Linked DNA regions of Triticum aestivum: all the other regions are linked to region 1. The links are chromatin contacts, called in public Hi-C maps. All regions are on one chromosome and are shown on one strand. Each heading gives the region's core, a stretch centred on a gene start, on an enhancer-like site or on the middle of the called end of the contact. The rest is flanking DNA. Distances are from core to core; before and after follow the strand shown.

What was found. Hi-C and Micro-C count contacts between places; a contact is called where the count stands out from the background.
Region 2: a contact with region 1 is called in a Hi-C map of leaf, with 6 times the contacts expected there. The contact joins the promoter of LOC123102082 here to the promoter of LOC123102083 in region 1. A contact is called at or near these places in 2 of 5 Hi-C or Micro-C datasets (both in leaf).
Region 3: a Hi-C map of leaf shows a contact between it and region 1, with 6 times the contacts expected there. The contact joins the promoter of LOC123102084 here to the promoter of LOC123102083 in region 1. A contact is called at or near these places in 2 of 5 Hi-C or Micro-C datasets (both in leaf).

Annotation. Positions count from the first base shown.
Region 1 is chr5A:24,628,794-24,632,815 of IWGSC CS RefSeq v2.1, reverse strand. It overlaps LOC123102083, which reads right to left and starts at 2,120. Exons shown (of 4, transcript XM_044523367.1): 1 at 1,460-2,120. The coding sequence starts at 1,810.
Region 2 is chr5A:24,195,313-24,199,334 of IWGSC CS RefSeq v2.1, reverse strand. It overlaps LOC123102082 (ubiquitin carboxyl-terminal hydrolase 8), which reads left to right and starts at 1,639. Exons shown (of 13, transcript XM_044523366.1): 1 at 1,639-1,932; 2 at 2,030-2,269; 3 at 3,550-3,685; 4 at 3,847-3,906; 5 at 3,986-4,022. The coding sequence starts at 1,823.
Region 3 is chr5A:24,887,434-24,891,455 of IWGSC CS RefSeq v2.1, reverse strand. It overlaps LOC123102084 (methyl-CpG-binding domain-containing protein 11), which reads right to left and starts at 2,220. Exons shown (of 3, transcript XM_044523368.1): 1 at 2,019-2,220. The coding sequence starts at 2,096.

The DNA of each region.
Region 1 (4,022 bases), core at 871-3,370:
TTAGAACAGACTAATCAAAAGAAGATGCAAAGTGTTCTACACATTCCAATTTACACTAGTTTAACTCAGCAAAACTGGTAGCCTGCCTCATGTGGATTTGAATGCTGTGGTCAATTAACAATAGTTTAACTCAGCAAAACCACTAGCCTGCCGCGTACAGCTTTAAATGATGCGGTCATTTTGCACTAGTTCAACTCAGCAGAACTGGTAGCCTGCCTCATAGGAATTTAAATGTGTCGGTGAAGAAGTACAGTAGAGGGTATATGGCACCAATTGTAACTATCCGTTTCTTTTCCCTGATAAATGGGTGGCAACTAGCAAGCTCCCACTAGATTAGCTTCCAGTTACACAGTGTACTCAAAACAATAAATGGCGCAACGGCGAATCACCAAGCAAACAACATGACAAAATGACAATACCGCCAATCACAAACTAGTGGAAACAGCTGGGACAACAAGGCACGGCATCATTTTTTTCATTGTGTCGGTGTTTGTCTAAAGGCTCACAAAGCAACAATTGGCAGGACAAGTACAATAAGCCTAATCAATTCATGTATGGACAATCTCTCCTGAGTTTGCGAAGCCCGACAAGAGTATAATTAATCGTATATTGCATTATATCGCTTTCTCCTTGTACCATACCTAGTTTACAACAGCAAAGCTGAAGCTACTAATATGAACAACATAGATACTTATCATTAAATCAACAGCTCGGCTTTCATATATTCAAATAACTCAGTCGCCAAGACAAGCATATACTGGCTAAAAAACACCTCATTGTCACCAGTAAGCTATTCTAAATTTGCAATAAAGCTAAACCGATTTGTAGATTCCAAATAACAAACTACATGGCCTAACCACCAGAATCCTAATCATTGAACATCACAATAGCCAAAAAGGGCAGAAAAGTGGCTAAGATCAATAATCCTATCGTCAGAAAAACTGAAATAAAAACCAGCACCAACCACACTGCTTGCATGTTTTTCAGAAAAAAAAACTTTTAATCAATTTTATAATTGTCTTATTCTGTTAAAGCTAATAATAAAATCTAGAATTGTCATATATTGTTAAAAGCTTGGGTTTGTTGCCTTGGATTGTTCTGTTGCTGTTGTAAAAGGCAAGATCCAAACGAATTATAAACACGTTATCGTTTTCAACGAAAAACCAATGAGACTGACTTTTTCAACGAAAAAAGTCAAAACTTTCACCATCACCATGACCGGGGATGAAATTCTAAAAAAATACATCCAAACAGGAATGATTCAAACACCCACGCGAAACTTTTAATCTAATGATCCAATCGAATCAGAATCGGCACAGAGTGCGGGTGGAGAAATCGTCAAAATAACATATCCATCGATCCAATTACGTCAAGAACATATCAAAATTACTTTAATTTCCACACGAAAAGAAAAAAGGTAGCAGTACGCGGAAAGAGAAAGAGGGGGGAGTGTGCTCAGATTGAGGACGGAGAAGGAGAGGTCCCAGGGGTGGAACGCGGCGGCGGGCTTGCGGTGCGAGGCCGCGGTGAGGGTGACCACGTCCTCGAACTCCTCGTCCCACGCCACGGCCGCCGCGGAGGGCTCCGCATCCACCGCCGGCGCCGGCGCCTCCAGGCGCGTGCGGTTGCGGCAGACCCGGAGGCCCTTCCACCTGGCCTTGGGGCCCTTCCACTTGAGCTCGACGGCCATCCTGGCCTCGGCATCGGCGTCCGTCGCGGGGGCAGGGGGCAGGCCCTCCGCCCGCCGCACCACCAGCCGCACGCTGAACTTCCTCGCCGCCGGCGGCCACGGCCACCGCATCGCCAACATCAACGAGCCTCAGAGAACTCTACCTCCGGCGTAGAACTCCGGCGCAGGAGCCTCCGCAGCGCCTAACCGAAAGGGAACTCCTTCTCCGTCCAAGAACGGCGCCTTGGGAGCGGATTGCGCCGGCGGGCGGGCGAGGCTGGAATCGGGCGTGATGGGACGGATTGCGGCGAGGGGGTGGGGGCGGGATTGACAAGGGGGGAGCGGATTTGTGTCGGGGCGGGGCGGGATTCGGGGAGTTCGTTGGAGATTGGGACGCGGAGGCGGAGGAGGAAGAAGAAGAATATACGAGGAGAGAGGAGAGAGGAGAGAGATGCACGGGGCGGACGGAGGAGAGTGAGCAAGAGAAAAATAATAAGGCTGGTCATAGTGGGAGTAACATAGGTAGTAACATAGATGCCACATAAGCAAAATTGGTGATGTGGCAAGTAGTTAATGAGGAGAGAGGCAAATAGAGTAACATAATATGTTACCATCACATAGCGGTTTCCAATGCATAATGAGTCTACAAAGTAATAAATGAAGGCAACTATATTACCACACCTATGACACTACCCACTATGAAGGTAGTAACATAGACTAGTAACATATGTATGTTACTAGTCTAAGTTACTCTTCACTATGACCAGCCTAACACACGCGGGGGCAGGAGGAGGCCCATTCTCGTAATTTATATTTTATTTATGACGAAAAGGTGCATGGTAGTTTACTCCAGGGCGCGGTGGGGCCCGCCGGTCGGCCTCCCGGATATTGTTATCCGTGGTGTTAAAATTCGGGTTAGTCGGTTGGATCTTTGGTTGCGGGACGTGTTTGGGCTGACGGCGGCCGTCGGATGCCGGAGCGAGGGCGGCGATGTGCGTGGACCGATGGAATAGGTTTGTTGGAGGACGGTGCGTTCATGTTTGTTACTGCTCGCGTATTTGGTGCCTTTGGGCCAGCTCCAAGCGGTTAGGGGCGCGGTTAATTGCTATGGATAATTCCTCGCGAAATATTGCACCCTCCGCTTTTAAAATATTGATATATATATAATATTCATTTCGTTTTAAAATAAGTGTCTTAAATTTGTACCAACTCTACTAAGCTTGAGACATTTATTTTGGGACGGATGGAGTAATAAGGTGTAGTATTGTTTTTCTTTTAATAAAGTCAAATATCTCTATTTTTTGGGCCAGCTCCATTAATTGGACCCATCATGAAAATATATGTTGATATTCTAGGAGTATTTATTTGGTACGTACTCCTCTGAAATTCTGACCGAAAACGTTCTATACTAGTTTACAGAGGGAGTATTATAGATCATCTTGATATTATTTTCCCCTATAAAACTCCTCTAAATTTGATCAAGTTTGGCTTTTGGAGACAGTAAAATGCCTTATATCTCGGGACAGATGGGGCATCATAAATGTGACATGTCGGAAAGCTATCGTAAATGAACGTTGTACACGTGAGGTTGTGTTTGGCCCCGGAGCTGTAATTACCGTGGATAAGGTGTCGGTAGTGTCGGTGTCGAACCGGTTTGTATCCTACGCCACGTAACACCGCCACACTTGTTAAGATAGGTGGCATATGGCCCACCCCCGTGCGGCGGCGGCATAGTGGTACGATGGGGAGGAGAGCTCGCGATCAATGCTCCGCAAATGTAGAATTCGGCCGAACCTTGTTGTATAAGATCATGCCATGGTGTGATCTCCCGTGTCGTGGTTATTTCTAACAACAAGCAAAAAATAGTGCATATTAATGTTGCAGAAATGATTTTTTCCATGTATGTCATGGAACAATGCTATCTATAGCCAAAGATAGGTTAGGAGGGGCAAAACAGATAGTACGCCGGCATAATTGCAAACGGGCATGCAGGGGTAGTCGGTGACATGTGCCTCACCCTGTGCAGCGGCGTAGCGTTACTAGGGGGGGGGGGGAGTTCATAATCAATGCTCCACAAATATAATGTCGTCTTGCATGTCGTGATAACGTCAAGCAGAAAGAATAGTACGTATTAATGTTGTAAAAATGACTGTTTTTCCTAGACTAGATGGCATGGCACGATATTATCTATAGCCACGGGTAGGTTAAGAGAGGAGAAGTCGGGACATATAGACAATATATGTATAAAAATATAAAATGATAAAAAATCCAAAACATATTACACATATACTTTTTTTATGTCTAGTTTCTTTCGAAATCCTATCCATCTTACATTATGAGGATAACCATTTCG
Region 2 (4,022 bases), core at 390-2,889, 430 kb after region 1:
TTGACTCGAATTTCACAAGGAGAAAATAGTTGACTCATCCCTGATCGTGTCCAACTCCTTTAGTTCCACACAGGGGAAGAAAAAATAGCCACGCCTAATTTTCTCATGGGTTGCTTCCACGTACACACTACCCATTCTTTTGGGCACATGAAAAATATGGAGCTAAAGGTTGGTAATCTAGATCTTCTGCGGTTCCATGATTATAAGTTCTCATCAGCCCCAACGCTCATTCCCATTTCAGATGTCATCACCACCGCCGCAGTTTGAATCGTCCATGTGTCACAACTGATGGTTGCGACGGGTGGGTAGGCACGCGCCAACATCTCGTGGTTGTATGCTACACCGCGACAGCCCGCGGTGGCGCGGGTGGTCGTGCGACAGTGACACCGTTTTTGCGTGCCAGGCACAGGGTACACCACGGATGGCACGCAAAAGTTGTTTTTTTTGGTCGAGAAAGCACCAATAAAGGTTGCTCTTTTTTATCGAGACATGAAAGTCCCTAAGCGCAGCTAACATACTATAAGATAGTAAAAGCAAAACGACGCACTACACCGCTTGGAGAAGCAAAAAGGTGTCCGGCTCATCGAGACGACATCTAAGCGTGTCGAGTGCCATTGCTGCCAGGGGGTGCTCTTCCTCCTCTGCCCTGGCCACCTCAGCCCTTGGCAAGCATATTCCTTTTTGGAGAAAAAATTTCTGAGATATACATAGCAAATTTGGTAAGAAAGACTCTTGCCCCCCTCCCCCCCCACCCCACAAGAAATGGCAAGAAAGACTTTTGCCCAAAAATCGTGTCCAACTTCTATGTTTCACAATGATAAAAAGGTAGACGTGCCTAATCTTCTCATAGGTTGATTCCATATAAACACCGCTCATTTTGTTGACACATGGAAAATATGGAGCTAAAATTCGGTAGTTTAGCTCTTCCACGGTTCCGTGTTTCTAAATTCATGACCCTAGCGCTCATTTCCATTTTAGGCGTGCCCGCCCGCCACTGCTAACGTTCGACTCAGCATGTGTCATGACGTATGGTGTGGCGAGTGGATGAGCATGCACCGACGTCTCGTGGAAGCATGCTACGCCACGACAGCCCGTGGTGGTGTGGGTGTCGTGCGACAGTGACATATTCTTTGTGTACCAGGCACAGAGACACCGCAGATGACACGCAAAAACTGTGGGTTTTCGTCGAGAAGGCATTAATGAAGGTTGCTCCTTTTTTGTCGAGACATGAAAGTCCCTCGAGCGCAGCTAATGTACTATAAGATAATAAAAGCAAAACGACACACTACATCACGTGGAGAAGCAAGAATCTAGCCTGCAAGATACGTATCGATTTTCCTTGCGAAGAGGTGGGCAGCTCGTCGATACGACATCTAAGCTATGTCGAGTGCCATTACTGCCGGACAATGCTCTTCCTCCTCTGCCGTCCCCTCCCCGGCCCTAGACAACCATATTCCTTTTCGGAGAAAATTACCAAGATATATGGAGTACATAGCAAAATTTGTAAGAAAGACTTTTGCAAGAAAAAAAAAAGAAAAACCGGTAAGAGAGACAGCAGGCGAGGCTGACGGGTGGGCCCGGCTCTAGAAAGCGCTACTACTCGCTGTGGCCGCGGCGCGGTCCGATTCGATCTCTGGTCAAGTGACTCATCGTCCTCCGCGTAAATAGCAGCCTTCTCCTTCAGGGCATCGTCTTCTCCACCCCCTCCTCGCCTTCCGCTTCGATTCAATCCAAATCCAAATCCAAATCGATCTCCTCCCCGCCGCGTCTCCAAATCCGCCGCTCGCCCGCTCGCCGCCGAATTCCCTCGGATCCCACCCCAATGCCCTCCTCCCCGCTCGCCGCCAGCGACGCCGCGTCCACCTCCGGCCCCGGCCCCGCCTCCGCCGCGCCCGCCGATGACGACGACCGCGTCTTCCTCGTCCAGCACCGGTAAGCGCTCCAGCAAACCCTAACCCTAGCCCTCCGATCCGATGCCGGCGGGTCTGCGGATGGCATCTCTGACGGCATCGCTGCCCGAGCAATGCAGGTGGTGGAGGGAGGCGCAGGAGGGCGCCGAGATCGACGCGCACGGGATTCCCTACGCGGCGGCGCCGTCGGGAGCCCCCTCCTACGGGTTCCGCGGGGTGCTCAGCCTGCTCATGAGCGACAACGCCGCCTTCACCCTCCGCCGCGCCGACGACCTCCTCCAGCCCGAAGCCTCCGCCAAGGCCGGGGCCAGGAGCTACGCGCTCGTCGCGGCCGACCTCTTCGGGAAGGCACGCACCTGGTGAGCACAAAAGCCTCTGCCTCTACTTGCTCGTTGGGACGGGAACGGATCATGGATTGGATGAATAGATAGATGCATTTGTAATGCCTAGATTCTATGCCGTGCGTGCGCGGGTTATTACGTACGCGATGATGCATGGTATTAGTATTGGACCAAATCTGATGGTTGGCGCCCAGTGAAGCTTTAGGTATCATATGCATTGCCCTGTCGATTAATACATGTGGTTTGGTCAATAGGTATGTTCTAGATTCTAGATTGGAATCACCCTTGCCGTTGGGGCTAAAGGGAGTTAGAGAACCAAGCCTTGTGCCCTATGTTTCTAAAATAGCACCGGTAGTCTCAGGTGGGCTATATAGGGTAACTGTCCGTTGCTCGCTTGCATGCGCGCCACTGAGCTGCCTGCTGGTAGAATGAATGCGCCTAGGCGGATGGATTATTTCGTTGATATTGTTGTGTCGTCTTGTGCACACACTAGTTTGTTATCCTCCTTATATCTGTACGGAATATTAACTTTGTATAAGCATGCTATAAAGTGTGCAGTTGGACTTATTTGCGTTACATGAAAGGTTTATTAGTGACACGCTTACTAACGGTCAGTGATGGATTATTACTAATTATATACGTATTACTTTGTACATAGTATTCCTTCTTATTAAAGCAATGTGCAACCAAGCCCGAGAGTTCTTTGGCGTCAATTTTCCATGAAGGTTATAATTGAATTTTTTTTTTCATACTGGCTCCGCGGAGGCTACTACTGTTGATGCTCTGTCTCCAGCATGTCTAGAATAGTTTTGTAGGAGAAAGAAAGAATATGATGGTCTAGTCTACTATATGGTTTGTCGTTTCATCTCTCGTTTGTCTACCATAGCCGATGGCAACAAGTGGATATTTATTGGTTCACTTTATGCTTTTGTGTTGTACGAGTCATAATAGTACAAAGTTACAAACCCAATTTTTCTTGAGTCTTTAGATGAAGCTTGGATGTAACCCACTTTAAACTATTCTGAGGGAAATTCATTACACCATGCAGCAAGTTCAGACCAAGAGATCTGGTATTACATTTAGCCTGTTGCATTTATTCCTTGAGCTGGTGGATGGATGGGAAGTGAGATTACATAGATGTAATATTTGAATGCAATGATGCACCTAAAAATTAGGCCTACCAATTGTGTAATATATGCATAGCTGGCTGGTTTAGCTATGCTCCAATTTTTGGTTTGCCCTGATTGTTTATATTATCTGTCTCATAACTTAATTGATTTCTTGATTTTCTCACCTAGGCATTCCGATTCTCTCAAGTCTAATGGCAAAAGTTCATTGCTTACTGAAGAGGCATCCGTAAACATTTATCCTATAATGCTTAGAGTTTCGGTCACTCGAGGTACAAATGCACTAACGGTGAAGATCAGTAGAAAGGTATGTGTTATTTTGCACACTATCTGCTTCCCCTCCTTGTTTTGAAGGAAGGTTTCTCGGCAGTGTTGGTTTTGTAAAGGATCTATATGTTTTCATGCATGAATTTCACCTCAGTTCATAAGAAAACGGTGTTGTTCTAACTTCTACTTTTAACATATCAGGACAACTCAGCCGAGAACTTTAAAAGAGCAAACAAGATTCTGGCTTCGGAGTCTGAGCCGGTAATTTCTGATTATTTTCACTTGAATGTGTAAAGTTTTGTGTTTCTTTCTTTTTGATCACATGTCTATTTATATTTAGGTTCACATATGGGATTTCTCTGGGCGAACAACCTTCA
Region 3 (4,022 bases), core at 971-3,470, 260 kb before region 1:
GTCAGCACCACATATTTCATAAATGAGTCTGAAGTGCACACATTCCTAACACAATGTCTATATTTTTGGAGTGCAGTCGCATATTATATACGCATAAAATGCAAAACCTTCTCAAGAAAGTGAAAACAGAAACACCACACATATGCTAAAAAGAAATATATGAATGTTTTTTTTAATTTCAAACAGAAGGCCCTGAATCTAATGTGAAATAATCTTATCCATCTCAAATCAAGAATCTTTAACTTAGGAAGTTACAAATGATTGGAACCAACATCATAATCATAAATTACAATAATAAAAATACTTGCCATCTAGGCTCTTTCAGAGCTAGAAGTCTAGAACAAAAAAATCACCTTTCAACACAAATTTGGCAATATAAGATATATCCAACGACTGCAAGCCATACCACGTGGCCAATCCTTATGCTACAAAGAGATTATGCCTTATCCACGACACGGTCCAATCATATTATGAAAAGGTAGGTACAAGCAAACCTATAATCAAAAAAGTAACTCCTTACCCTATTAGACAAATTAATTATGATAACATAAAGAGTTATGAAGATTCTGAAGTCACAACCAACTTTTTTCATTGAACCACACAAAACCTTAACATATGTCCTTATTATCCGGGCAGAAAATTATACCAATTGTCATATTATCCGGTGGATAAATATACCAATTGTCGTTATTATCTATCATAATAGAAACAAAACATGCTACAGAAACAACCAAATCACCGCCTAAGCTATTTAATAGATCCTGGGTGCTAGCGTGATCCAGTAGAAAGGCTAGGGAGTCTAACCGCCATAAACACATCTGCCAATGAGCTAGAAGTTGCTCAGTCCAGAAGCTTGGGGAATCTAACCGCCATAAAGACATCCGCTAATGAACAAAGACATGTACCTTGTTGAGATTTGCTGGTGCAACCATAGAAAATCACAAAGGCCATGAAAAAGCCAATGGACTAAGCACTCAAAACACTTGGTCATTGCATTCCCAGCCAACAGGAGAAACTCCAACTGGCATGGCATACCACAGGAGGCCTGTTGAGCCAACATCATGCTTGCAAAAGCGTGCACTGACTCAGTTCAAGCAATTTGTCCTGACAAAATGCCATGTCTAGATACAGCAAAATAAAAAACACAGTCTAACAAAGTTCACTAAAATCACATCGAATCAACTACCGAGTTAAAATGGGGACACTGAATCCAACTAAATGAAGCAGTACAAAACTGCAAATGCAACACAATTCTTCATGTAAACTCAATCAACTGAATCCAACTAAAACGTACAAACAGATGGACATGGAATTAAAATGGGGACACTTGAAGCCAGGCGGCTACTCTCATCCCACAAAGTGCAGCCCAGTTCCATGCCCAGGCAAAGTCGACCAACTGAATCCAATTCCCCGTTTCCTAGCCAGGCCAGGACACAGGGCCAAACCAAGCCCCTACCCCTTAACCACATGTTACCAACAGAATCGAGATTTGGGAATCGGCCCCCACCACCAAGCCGTGGGCCATGGCGCAAGCCCAATAGGCCCCAGGGACGCTAAACGCCCAACACCAACAGACCCGAAAGGGGACGGCACTGTTCACCAACCATTTCGGTGAGCTCACAGCAGGCGCATCCACACAGACGCGCAGCTCCAATCTAGCTCCGGAGAGACTCCGGTAAGACCGAGATACCACCACGAGCGCTGGCCAGCCAGCCATAGCACTAGTCCAATCGCGGCAGTGGTGCCTCACCAACCCCGAGGCGCCCAAACCCTAGAATCTGACCCCTAAATCTGCTAGAACCCTAGACCCCGGAACCGACGATTCCAGCTCGAATTCGCGCCCCACCGCCCGCGTCCCCGCGGCCCGGGGCCCCGACACTCGCGAATTCCGACTCTAGACCGCCCAATTCGACGCAATTCGAACTGGAGCGACGGAACAAAGCACAAGCACCCTCGTGTTAGCCGGTGGGTAAAGCAAAGCAGCTCGACGCGGCGACGCCGAGCCGGGCAGTGGGTACCTTCTTGGTCCATCCCTCGGGCGCGGGCATCTCGACGGACACGAGCTCCTCCGCCGCGTGGTCGCCGCCGGTGGCCATGGCTGCCGAGGCCTCGGGGTTCTGCGCACGCACGAGGAACGCGAGGAGGGGGCGACGGGTGGGGAGGGGGGAAACGATGGACGTGTGGGGATTTGGGGATTTTTATATCGTAAAAGTATCGGCCCCCGTGCTCTGCCGTTCGGTAGATAAACCCTGCGCGCCGACGGCCTACCCGCCGGCCTCGTCCCATGCAGTCACTGACGAAAGGGACCAGCACTGATGCACCAGGACCGAGCCCGTCTGTCAGTCAGCATGTAGGGTAGTGAGGTAAGCGGTCTGGTACGGGGCCGCTCGTCGGTCAGGACAAAGCGGTTGGGTCGCGGGGAGACGGCCGTCAGGCGCGGGGGGACGGCTGTGCACTGGCGTGGACGTCGTCCATGGACCGCAAACCCTGGCTGCGGCTGGGGATGGCGCTGTGCCCGTGCGGTCCACGGACCGTGTGTACGAAGTGGACGTGGTGCAAACGGCGGGACTGAGGCCTGGAAAAAAAATCGGATTGCACCGCGCGCAGTTGGAGTCCGGGGTCGCGGGAGCGGGGCGGGGTGGCCTGCTGCGCGACGAATATTCGTCGGGGATGGGCGATGACACGTGGGGCCGGCGCGGGGGCTATCTGCGTGTCATAGGGATGCGTGTCCGCGCGAGCTGCTGCCATGTGGCAACATCGGCGTGGATAAGGCCCAGCGGCTGGTAAAATGAAGGCCAGGAACATATGCAAGCATGCAACCTGGATTTTATTCCTAGTTATACAAAGTCCACCCTGCAAGAGGAACTTAGAGCAACTCCAACAGCTTGCCTAAAAAAAAGTTCCTGTAAAAGTGATTTTACATGATGGCCATAGAATTTAAGCGAAGTCGTCCTACATCAACTTTCCTCAGTTCCCGTAAACTTCTTTTGTAAATATGATTTTCTTTTTCTATTTTCCCATAAATAAGCATGCAAATGGATAGTACATGTAATTACTATCAGTATAATAATGCAACCAATATTATTTTCGAAACACATACTAGACACTACTTTCAAAACCACAACTTATGCAATTTGATTCAACGCTCAAAATCAAATTTGAAGAGAACAAAGCCGACAATCAATTGAAAGTAGACTTAAGAAATGGTTCGAACATGAATATCAAACATGCCACATATGGTTCTCCAAATAATAAAGCATAAATAGTTCAAAGACGGAGATCACTGCTAACTGCCATCGCTATTGCCAACCCCTGAACCGTACCCATCCATGTTGGATGGTCCGACTAGACCCAGCGTAGGGCCTTCTATACTCTCTTGCATCCTTTTGCCCCGACGACCAATACACCGGCTACGTACTAGGCACCCAGCCACCCAGCCCTCTAAGCGAGATAGACGCATGGGATCCATGAACGTTGTAGCAATGGAAATTATTCCACTAGTAGAAAAAGGCTTATTTCTCTCGGTTTCAGAGGACTAAAGGATCGGTACTAAAGGCCCCTCCCCCTATAGTCCTGGTTCTATTACGAACCGGGACTAAAGACCCTCCACGTGGCAGCTGTCTTGAGCTTCACCTTTAGTCCCGGTCGGTAAGATCAACTGAGACTAAAGGAAATTTTACAAAAAAATTATTTTTCCTGATTTTTCAAATTTCTGAATTATTTTATAATTTAGTCTCTAATCACCCCTCATCATTGCTCACTTTAACCTCTAATCTCTAATCACCCCTCATCATTCCAAATCATCTAACTTCCCGGCCGGTCACCCATCCTCTCACTACTCCAACCTGAACACGCTTAACGTTCGGGTCTATTCTGCCTCGTTTCCAAGTCTGCACTTGTTGTTTTCCTCACAATATTAAGATATCAATCCTATTAACCCTCAGGAGTTTAGCTTGAGCATGAAGTCACATGTTTCACTGTTTGAGTTTGAAACTATTATTCTAAAAAACAATAATTATTTA